Linked DNA regions of Oncorhynchus mykiss: region 1 is linked to region 2. Evidence: chromatin contacts called from public Hi-C data. All regions are on one chromosome and are shown on one strand. Each heading gives the region's core, a stretch centred on a gene start, on an enhancer-like site or on the middle of the called end of the contact. The rest is flanking DNA. Distances are from core to core; before and after follow the strand shown.

Evidence for each region. Hi-C and Micro-C count contacts between places; a contact is called where the count stands out from the background.
Region 1: a Hi-C map of liver shows a contact between it and region 2, with 7 times the contacts expected there. The contact joins the promoter of LOC110530272 here to the promoter of lactb2 in region 2. A contact is called at or near these places in 2 of 3 Hi-C or Micro-C datasets (blood and liver).

Annotation. Positions count from the first base shown.
Region 1 is chr8:61,142,427-61,147,801 of USDA_OmykA_1.1, forward strand. LOC110530272 (deubiquitinating protein VCIP135) reads left to right here and starts at 3,316. Exons shown (of 3, transcript XM_021613194.2): 1 at 3,316-5,375. The coding sequence starts at 3,494.
Region 2 is chr8:60,959,157-60,964,294 of USDA_OmykA_1.1, forward strand. It overlaps lactb2 (endoribonuclease LACTB2), which reads left to right and starts at 2,560. Exons shown (of 7, transcript XM_021613185.2): 1 at 2,560-2,879; 2 at 3,083-3,210; 3 at 3,395-3,518; 4 at 3,788-3,966; 5 at 4,280-4,428. The coding sequence starts at 2,758.

The sequences.
Region 1 (5,375 bases), core at 2,066-4,565, 180 kb after region 2:
GAGGACAGAAAAACTCACAAGAAACAGACTTTATTATAGTCAAATTACACCGCACTGAATATTGTTACTATTATCTCCATCCTCACTTCCAGGGAAAGGAACTACACTAAAGTACCTGCCCTATCCAGAATAGCCTATTCTCTCAGCTTGACAGGTGGGGCTGCTATCCTTTTACCCTTCTCCATGGCGTTAGCTGCCTACCTACGGAATGCATTTTGAGTTTTTAATTTTTTTTTTTACAGTGTACACTGTAGCTAGTTAGCTAATAATACATATATTTTTTGAAACATTTTCGAAATATATATTTTTTTTAATGAATAGGTTATCCCAGCCATGTGGACAATTGGAAACAGGGCAGCAAAGTTTGTTTGTCACCAGAGCGTTTTAGAGGATATTACTATTGAACTATGTACCCATTTAATAACAAGACCTTCAAACAAACTTGCTATGCTGAATTCTTGACTCACAATCGAGAAGGCTGCCATATGCTGCCAGCACGCCCGCAAGCGAGTTACAATGGGCGGCCTAAGCATCACTCGCCAATTTACCACTATCTAGTGTGCCTGCACCTCGATGTCTGCGTCCCTGTGAAAATCGAATTAGCATAATGCAAAATCCACATCAAAATCCGTCCAATTTAAAGTAGAGATCTGTTATCCTCCACCTGTGTCGCATCTGCGGTGAAAGTTGACAGCGGTAAAGCGGTTTTTGTCAGGCCATGAGACATCCTGAAAATTGGTCTTCTCACAAAATCGTATGTAGCGTCCAAACGGTTTGGCCTACAAACTATTATGGAAAGAATAACTTACGTTAGATATTTCTGGGGGGGACTAGCTGTTGTTCCATGTGGTGAACCTATTATTCAATGCGTTTGTATGGGCTAATAGCAGTAAAGCAAAATAAAATATATATTGACATTGATTACAACAAAATGTTTCTCGAATTTGGGAAGACTGTAGCTAGCTAGTGGCTAATACTAGCTAATGTTGCCAACATATGACTCCTTATATGTTGCTGTCTCCTCATGCATGTACCGTTAATCTTTTGACACAGCAACGTTAGAGATTCGTTAACACACACTTGTATTGCACATACTCTGTTCTAGAAGTGTATAAATGTAAAACATATTCAGGTAAATTAATTAATAAATAAATTAGGTTGATTTGTGCAAAACCAAAACGCATCATGGTACTTGTAGTAAATTTTAAGCCAAATAAACAACTAATTTATCCAAATCTGACTGTAATAGGCATAGTTACTTGACACAATAAGATAATAAATCTTACTTAGTATTCGTTAAATTATTATATGTGTCCTGGTTTGGACTCATATCAAAAGATAAACGCAACTAGCACAGTTTAGAAAACTATCTGTACCACAACCCATGGAAAACTGCGTTTCGCCACAGACGCTCAACAGAGTCAGGGCAGCAGCATTGAGACTTCCGGTTTTCAGATTTTACCTTCAAATTAAAAGTCTGCCTTAAAACGCTATGTGTATGATACAAAATCAATCATTTTTGCAGATTTTCAAGGTGCATAATGTTAAAATGATGCGATTTTTTTTTTACTACATGGTGGGAAAATCTCAAGAGTATTACTACTTTGTATAAGATAAATAATTTTATAAGGTGGGGCACATTGAGAAAGGGTTGGAGATTAAGTCAATTCATGTAAAGAACATATTAGCCTACTGGTAAAACATATATATATATATATACAATGACAAGCTAAGAAAATAACTCGTTATTTTGATTGTATGAATCTTGTTAATTTACTGGTGTTATTGTTCAAGGATGCAATTTTGAAATGTAATGTTTAAGAAAGGTCTTACTGTATTCTGTACAGGAAAACAATGGATTGGTCCATAAAACCATCGTCCAGCATACTCACCAGAGTCCCTATTATACAAAAAAAGGTCAGTTTGATTTTTAAAAATCTAGGTCATATCCAGTGTTGCTGGACTTTTACTGCAGTCAAACAGCTTAAAATGGAGCCACTGGACACTACGGTACAAATATAACACTGTACAGGCAAAACGATCAATTGTGTGTCTATAAAACCAGGATCCAGTCTACTCACTACAGTCCTTAGAATACAAATCAGGTGAGTTTGAACAAGGTCAGGAAGTGTTGCTAGACCTTTACTGTGGTCAAACAGCTTAAAATGGAGCCACAGGGTCCATCCAGTCTATTCACTAGAATCTACCTTTTCCTAGTGAGCACAGAGCTATTTTATGAGGCAATTATATGTCACACAACCACAGAAACTTGAACTCACAAGTCCAAGATGAAACCATTTTGATGAATTGCGACCAGGGTAGGTTGAAGAAAAGTGCGGTTAAACTCTGTGATAACCGTTGATAGGCTATAGGCATCATTTGGGTGATTTGTCTAGCCAAAATGCTTGAAATGCTCCTCAAAGACAGATATAATAATTATCGTATAAAAGGTGAGAGAAAGCGATGTGAGTTATGAGTTTGCTAGATGAATGAAAAGTGACGATCCATTCAGAACAGCCTTGCTGATGGAAGTTTTGTAATTCAATTATAATGTTGGTAATTTACAGGTGTGCCAGTCAATTAACACCCCATCTACTGGCCACATTGTTAACATTGTTTCTTTTAAGTAATTCTTTTCTTTCCCAATCACCAGGGAATAGTTGGAATTTGGCACACACATTATAGGGAAAGCCAAGAGTGCAAGTCTGGTATGGAATGGCGTTTATTTCACATTGGAAGCAAACAAAGAGAAAGCTATAAATTAGTTCATGTATAGTTTCATCATTTAGATATAGTCCTCAATTCGTCAGTCAGCAGAGTTAAAGTGACAGTACAACAGTGTAGAAGTATGATTTAGACTCAACATGAGTTCATCGACCTCATAGCCTCAGAGAAGGTGCTGATAAAATCAAATCAAATGTGACCAAGTCTTGCTGTCCTGGGTCTCATCCGTTTACTTGAAGGAAGAGGCTTGAGGAGGCGATTGGCTGTTTTGTGTTCTACGCACTCTCGTGAGTATACTGGAGTGGGTGGAGTAGAAGGTTTTGCTGGGCATAGACCTCAGTCCCCATGAAATAACACCATCAACAGACCCTACTGGGTAATCCCAACCCCACCTTTACTTCGGCACCTAGAATAGTTTTCTAATGCAAATGTCATTTAATTATGAACATTTACTCATTGTTAATGTTTCGACAATTATTGTTCATTATCATGAATAAATTAAACATTTCTACTATTATGTGGGGAACTTTTATTTTGAAAATTGCTGAAATTACATGACCCGGAAGTACCTTTTTTAGTGTTGCTGACGAAACGCTAGTCGTTCGTTCATGGAGAGAAAAAAACAATCGCTTCCGTGTTGTTATCGGTTGTTATTCTGGCAAATACTAGCTTAGTTCTTGAGTAAAAGCGGGATTGCTAGGCAGTTATTTGGTGGTTAAACCATTATGGTCTTGTAGGATCAATACATAGTATAGTTTTATTCGCCAGAATGTCGTTGCTACAGGGCTCCAAGAAAAAGGACAAGCGTATTTTGTCCGGTACCTGCCCAGACCCGAAATGCCAGGCGAGGCTATTCTTCCCTGCTTACGGTTCGATTAGCATTGAATGCACAGAGTGTGGCCAACGCCACGAACAGAATAATCTTTTAAATGTGGAAGAAGTAACTGATCCAGACGTTGTGCTTCACAATTTGTTAAGAAATGCCTTACTCGGTGTCACTGGTGCACCGAAAAAGGGAACAGAGCTGGTGAAAGTGATGGGGCTTTCCAACTACCATTGCAAGCTCCTTTCTCCTATTCTCACAAGGTATGGAATGGATAAGCAGACGGGAAAAGCGAAACTGCTGCGGGAAATGAATCAAGGAGAAATGTTCGACTGTTCACTTCTAGGAGACAGGGCGTTTCTAATTGAACAGGAGCATGTATCTACGGTTGGCTATGGCAAGGACAGATCCGGGAGCCTGATATACCTTCACGACACTTTGGAGGAGATGAAGAAAGCAAACAGCAACAAAGAATGCCTCATTCCTGTTCATGTGGATGGAGATGGACATTGTCTTGTTCATGCTGTGTCCAGGGCCCTGGTAGGCAGAGAACTGTTCTGGCATGCCTTGAGAGAGAATTTGAAACAACATTTCAAACAAAACTTGGATCGCTACAAGGCACTCTTTCAGGATTTTATTGATGCAGCCGAATGGGAGGACATCATCAACGAATGTGACCCCCTGTTTATCCCACCGGAGGGTGTGCCACTGGGACTTCGGAACATTCACATATTCGGCTTGGCCAATGTGTTGCACCGCCCCATAATCTTGTTAGATTCACTGAGTGGAATGAGGAGCTCTGGGGATTACTCTGCAAGTTTTCTCCCTGGGCTTGTGCCGGAAGAGCAGTGCAAAGGAAAAGACGGGAAGTTTAACAAGCCTATATGCATCGCCTGGAGTAGCTCAGGGCGTAACCACTACATCCCCCTCGTCGGGATAAAGAACACCCTTCTCCCCAAGCTGCCACCGAGGCTTCTCCCCAAGGCATGGGGAGTGCCACAGGAGCTCATCAAGAAGTATATAAAGCTGGAACAAGATGGGAGCTGTGTCATCGGGGGAGACAGGAGCTTACAAGACAAGTATGTGATGAGACTGGTCAATGCCATGGAGGAGATCTTCATGGAGAAACATGGAATCCACCCCTCCCTGGTGGCAGACGTGCATCAGTACGTTTACAGACGGACCGGTGTGATCGGCGTCCAACCCGAAGAGGTGACGGAGGCTGCCAGGAAATCAGTCATGGAAAACCGGCTACATCGCTGTCTGATCTGCAATGCACTCTCTGAGCTTCATGTTCTACCTGAGTGGCTGGCTCCAGGTGGTAAGCTCTACAACCTGGCTAAATCCACCCACGGGAAGCTCAGACCTGACAAGAACTACAGCTTCCCGCTGAACAAGGTTGTCTGCTGTTACGACCCTGAGAGGGACATCCTCATTCCTGACTACAAGCTGAGCTCTTTGAACACATGCAACTGGTGCCACGGCACCTCCGTGCGCCACATCCATGGCAACGGCTCTGTGGTGTATCTGGATGGAGACAGAACAAACACCCGCTCCCAGGGGGGCAAATGTGGCTGTGGCTTTAAGCACTACTGGGAGGGAAAGGAATACGACAATCTGCCAGAGGCTTTCCCCATCACTCTGGAGTGGGGTGGGCGGGTCGTGCGGGAGACTGTGTACTGGTTCCAGTATGAGGTTAATGTGGACCTGAACAGCAACGTGTATGATGTCGCCATGAAACTGGTCACCAAGCATTTCCCTGGGGAGTTTGGCAGTGAGCTCCTAGTGCAGAAAGTGGTGAACACCATTTTACATCACACTGCCAAGA
Region 2 (5,138 bases), core at 1,310-3,809:
CTCTGACACCGCCTGGTATATTGTAGTAGTCCTGGATGGCAGGGAGCTCGGCCCCAGTGATCACCACCCTCTGTAGCATCTTGCGGTCTGGTGCCGTGAAGTTGCCGTGCCAAGTGGTGATGCAGCCAGTCAAGATCCTTTCAATGGTGCAGCTGTAGACCTTTTTGAGGATCTGAGGGCCCATGTCAATCATTTTCATCCTCCTGAGCGGGAAGAAGCGTTGTAGTGCCCTCTTCACAACTGTGTGGGTGTGTGTGGACCATGTTAATTCCTTAGTGATGTGGACACAGAGGAACTTCAAGCTCTCAATCCACTACAGACCCGTCGATGTTTCATCACAGCAAGAGGAGGGATAGTAACAAGTCAAGCATCCTTCATTGGTGGTGACATCATACAAGGCAGTCAACGGTTTGTCAGGGGACAGAACATGTTGATACATTTCAAGAAGGGTTTATGCAGACGCAAAGAAAATGTTATCACAACTTTGACTTGAAGAGTCCTTCACTGCACTCAGGGCTCATGCATACATCATTGCTTGTGTCTCATTTGAACGGACTCGGGACTGACAGGGTTAGGTTTAGGGGTGTAATGAACGGTGAGATATTGCTTGAATACAAGGATTCTGAATGATGAAACTAGTAAACAGCAGATATATGGAGTACAGTCAGAATAGTATAAGAAATACATAGGCGAAGTAGAGACTGTATTTGGATGATAATACTTTGATAACAACACAAGCAAAGTGGGATATTCAAGAGATAATTGTGACTCGGGCATCCTCACTACTGCTCCCATAAAATATTAGTGGGTGTATATTGCAGTGATTTGTTGAAGGACAGTTGAGAGATTACACATCAGGCATCTACCCTAAAATGTCTGTTATCTATAATCCATATTTAAACTCTCATCCTGCTACACCTGCTTAGTCATACATTATTAACGCAACGTGTCTTCGGTCCAATGAGCTGGTTTCTCTCCCTCTGTCTCTCTCCTTCTCTCTCTCTCCCAGTCTCTCTCTCCATTTAAACCATTGGTAAATTAAGTTTCTAAATGGGAGATGTAATTACGCAACGTTTTTGTGCATTTTCAATAATAAATGATGATAAAATTAGTGCCGTTATATTCCCTATTTTTGTGAATTATGAAGGGTTCTGTGATGTTTTTAAATGGAAGAAATAGTTCATGTCTGAATAGCACTATGGTTCAGTAAGCCTATAACAAGGGCACTATGATGGATTTGTGAAATAAAACGCTTTAACCAAAGGATTCTTCAAACATCCTCAAACTTCTCTCATTTTCCCTTATCCTCTACGACCCCATTCATATTTCACCAAAATTCACACAAAACAATTTATTGTGATTAGGCATGTAAATAAAAATGAGATTTCTACATTTCTTTCTCCATTCTTTCTCCCGGTCATTTACATTTATATTGAATTAGCAGCAGTGGAGAGAGAGTGAGGTGCAGAGGGAAGGAAAGCAGAGTGATTATAATGTGAGATTACAGACAGATTGCACAGCCATTATGTTGTGTAATTACAGAGGGAGAGAAGAGAAGAAAAGGGCCCTGATACCCAGATGGCAGGATCCATTTCATTTAGAAAAGGTCTCTGCTACCTCTCAACGCTCCTGTAAATATTATATAGACCAAGCAGCCATTTTTATAGGTCACAATTTATGAGAGACAAATATCAAACACAGCATTCAGTGGGATGGGTTGTGTTATGGGTGTAGTTGGACCCATTGTACGATTTACAGCTGCATCCTATGTCAGTTTTATGGGTTAATTTGACTGTATTGATCTCTTGTAATGCATGTACTATTACTCATGAAGCACTTAGGGGGGTAATAGAATGAATAAAATAAATATCACACAGCTTTATTTAAGATCATGCTGTCCCTTATATTCTATATAATGACGATACGGCCAATGCATAGGAACTGCAAAGTCAAAACACATTAAATGAGTTGGTGTTAAATCGTGTAATAAATGACATGTAGAAATGTGTGAAGGTCTATTACATTTATGCCGATGACAGCAGACAAAAATCATTTAGCTTTACTTACTATAAATAATTAAAGTCAATACACTTACAGAGGCTAAACAAACCCAAGGTGATATTTAAACTGGAAAGAAACAAATGCTCACACACACATGACGTATAGTTGTTTTCAACAGTTTGTGCTGAAAACGGTCGTTCTTGTTTTTTTCTACAGAGAAATGTGCAAATGTGTTTATCATAAATCGTAATTATCTTATTATCCTGTCACACTTTATCTACAACATACTGATATAGTCAATTGATTAACCATGTATCTCTGAATAAGATTTGACAATGGCTCTACCTATTGACCTAGCTCAGTTACTACCATCTCGTGCTTGTGTCTGTCATATATATATATTATTTTTTTTTGGGGGGGGGGGGGGGGGGGGGGGGGGCAGTATTTACGATGTACTATAATTATTATGAAATTATATGCAATCGTTTTGTAGTTTGAGGCTAAATTGTTTAGACTTTTAGCAAACACTTTTATTTGGATAATGAGGCTTTTATTTTGAAACGAGGTGAGGTGCCACGTCACACAGGAAGTAATCCTCCACTCCAGGTCAATGTTTATTTACATCGGAGAGGTGAAGTTCAAAGCTAATTTACAACTTCAGCGTCTTGGACTACAGATTTTATTTTCACATTGCACGGGGCTTTGAGTTACTAACATCAGCACAATTGATATACGTACCTGATTGCGTCGTGAACCATGAGTGCAATACTCCCTCGTATCGAGCAGCTATCGTCCAGAGTTGTGCGAATCCTGGGATGCAACCCTGGTCCAATGACACTACAAGGAACCAATACGTATTTAGTTGGAACGGGGAAAAGGTATTTTCGTTTTGTGGAAATGTATTCCACACCTGTACTAGCCTCGCATTTCCCCTCTTGGACAGCATTGCTTCATGCGTGCCTATCCATTTTCAGTTGAAGGTCTAATGTAGTACAATTTTATTGAAAGAGTGTTATGGATATGGAAACTACACAAAAGTATCAAACTGCATGAATTAAATTCAGACCATTCTTGTTTTAAGGCGAGTGTTGATAGACACAGGAGAGCCTGCCGTCCCTGAGTACATCAGCAGTCTCCAACAAGCCTTGAGCCAGTTCAACACTGCCATCCAGGAGATCATTGTCACCCATTGGCACCACGACCATACAGGTGGGGTGATCGACATCTGCAGAGACATTACTGGAAGTGAGTGACAGACACCTGACGATAGTAACTGTCTCATTTTGTCAGCCACAGATTGACAGCTTCAGAGGCGTTATGTGCTTTTTGTTGACGCTGACTCAGAAAGCCACACATCACTTGTGTGCCTATGTGCTTTTATTTCTCCACGCAGGTTCTGAGTTACAAGTAAGTAAACTCCCTCGCTCTCCCCCAACTGACGAAAGAATAGGACCAAGTAAGACGTACACTTACCTGAAACATGGAGACGTCATAGAAACTGAGGGGGCCACACTGAAGTAAGTGTAACGTTACTGTGTAAATAGTGTAGTGCCAGTGTTTGACTTGGGCAGCAGCTCACCGGAGCTGAGTACCGGCACCTCCATTCTACTGCTTGAGCTCCTGCACCTCTTATAGAATGTTGGCTCAGAAGTATTGTGAAGCTCCTGCACCTAAATATAAACAGTCCCGGCACCTATTTTAGTCCAAGTCAAGCACTGTGAAGTGCATAAGCTTTATTATGGCTCTATGTATAACTGTGGGTGTGTGCATTTGTGTGCGTGCGCAGAGTCCTATTCACCCCAGGACACACAGATGACCACATGGCCCTTGTTTTGGAGGAAGAGAAGGCCATCTTCTCAGGAGACTGTATTTTGGGGGAGGGAACGGCCGTGTTTGAAGATCTCTATGACTATATGAAATCTCTGCAGATTCTGCTGGACTCACAGGCTGACCTAATATACCCAGGTTTGTTATTGAGCTCTAAAACACTTATTAAAACTCATGGGAATGCGTCCCAAATGGCACCTTATTCCCTATTTAGTGCAGTAATTTTGTCCATATGCCCTGGTAGTGCACTAAATAGTGAATAGGGTGCCAATTGGGACGTAGAGTGTGTCATTAAGTGGACACAAATATATAGATGTCTGAAGCCACATGACATCATGATTTGAGAGGCTCTTCTTCAGATTACTAGTTTACATTTACAGCTATGTCAACTATGCATAGGACTTGATACAAAAACATCTATGTTACTTTCTTCCCAAACTCATTTCTTTAGGTCATGGACCTGTGGTCCAAGACGCTGGTTCTAAGATCCAGCATTACATCAGCCATAGAAACCTCAGAGAGCAGCAGATCCTCAGTGTCCTCCAGGCAGCCGGAGGGAACACATTTTCATCTATGGAACTGGTCAAAGTCGTCTACAAGGTTTGTACATTACAACTTAAAGTTAGGGGCCCGGTTGCATAGAACATTTTAAGTGTTTTCCTTAATCCCTTAAGGAATAATTTCCCTTTATCTAAGGGAATTGTTCAAGGGCGTTGCATAGAGCCCCTCAAATATTTCCTTTAAGTAAGGGCATTCTTAAGGGGTTTTACAGGAGTTTGAAGACATGTATGGCAGAAAGAGTATCTGGTTACCATGGAAATGGCATGATTCACTGACTCGTTTTGTGAGATAACAAAATAGGACTTCTGCAATCAAGACAGGATAACCAAATTGCTTCAGAAGATAGTAAACCACATTTATTGAAGTTACTTTTTTCGAAACTTGTTTATATTACTTTCTAGTACGTCAAGCTAGCTTATAGAGTAGCTATAGCTACAATGGTTGCTCCACTAAAAGTTTAGTAGTTTAGTACGGTACCCTGCGTCACTACTTCATTGCTCCAGACCAGCGCAAGGGGGAGTTAGAGCACTGATTATGCTTTTGGATCCCAAGGCGCTACTGTGTGTCTAACTGAAAATGAATGGGCTACATAAACCTAAATAGAAACTGATAATTGTGCACGACTTCAGTATCACTTAATAAAACTGTTGTTACACTAAGGTTTTTATTCTAAGAGAAGCTTAGACTACAATTAGGGTGTGGAAATGTTAGGATTACTTTGCTCTTACTGTAGTACTGTAGCCTAAAGT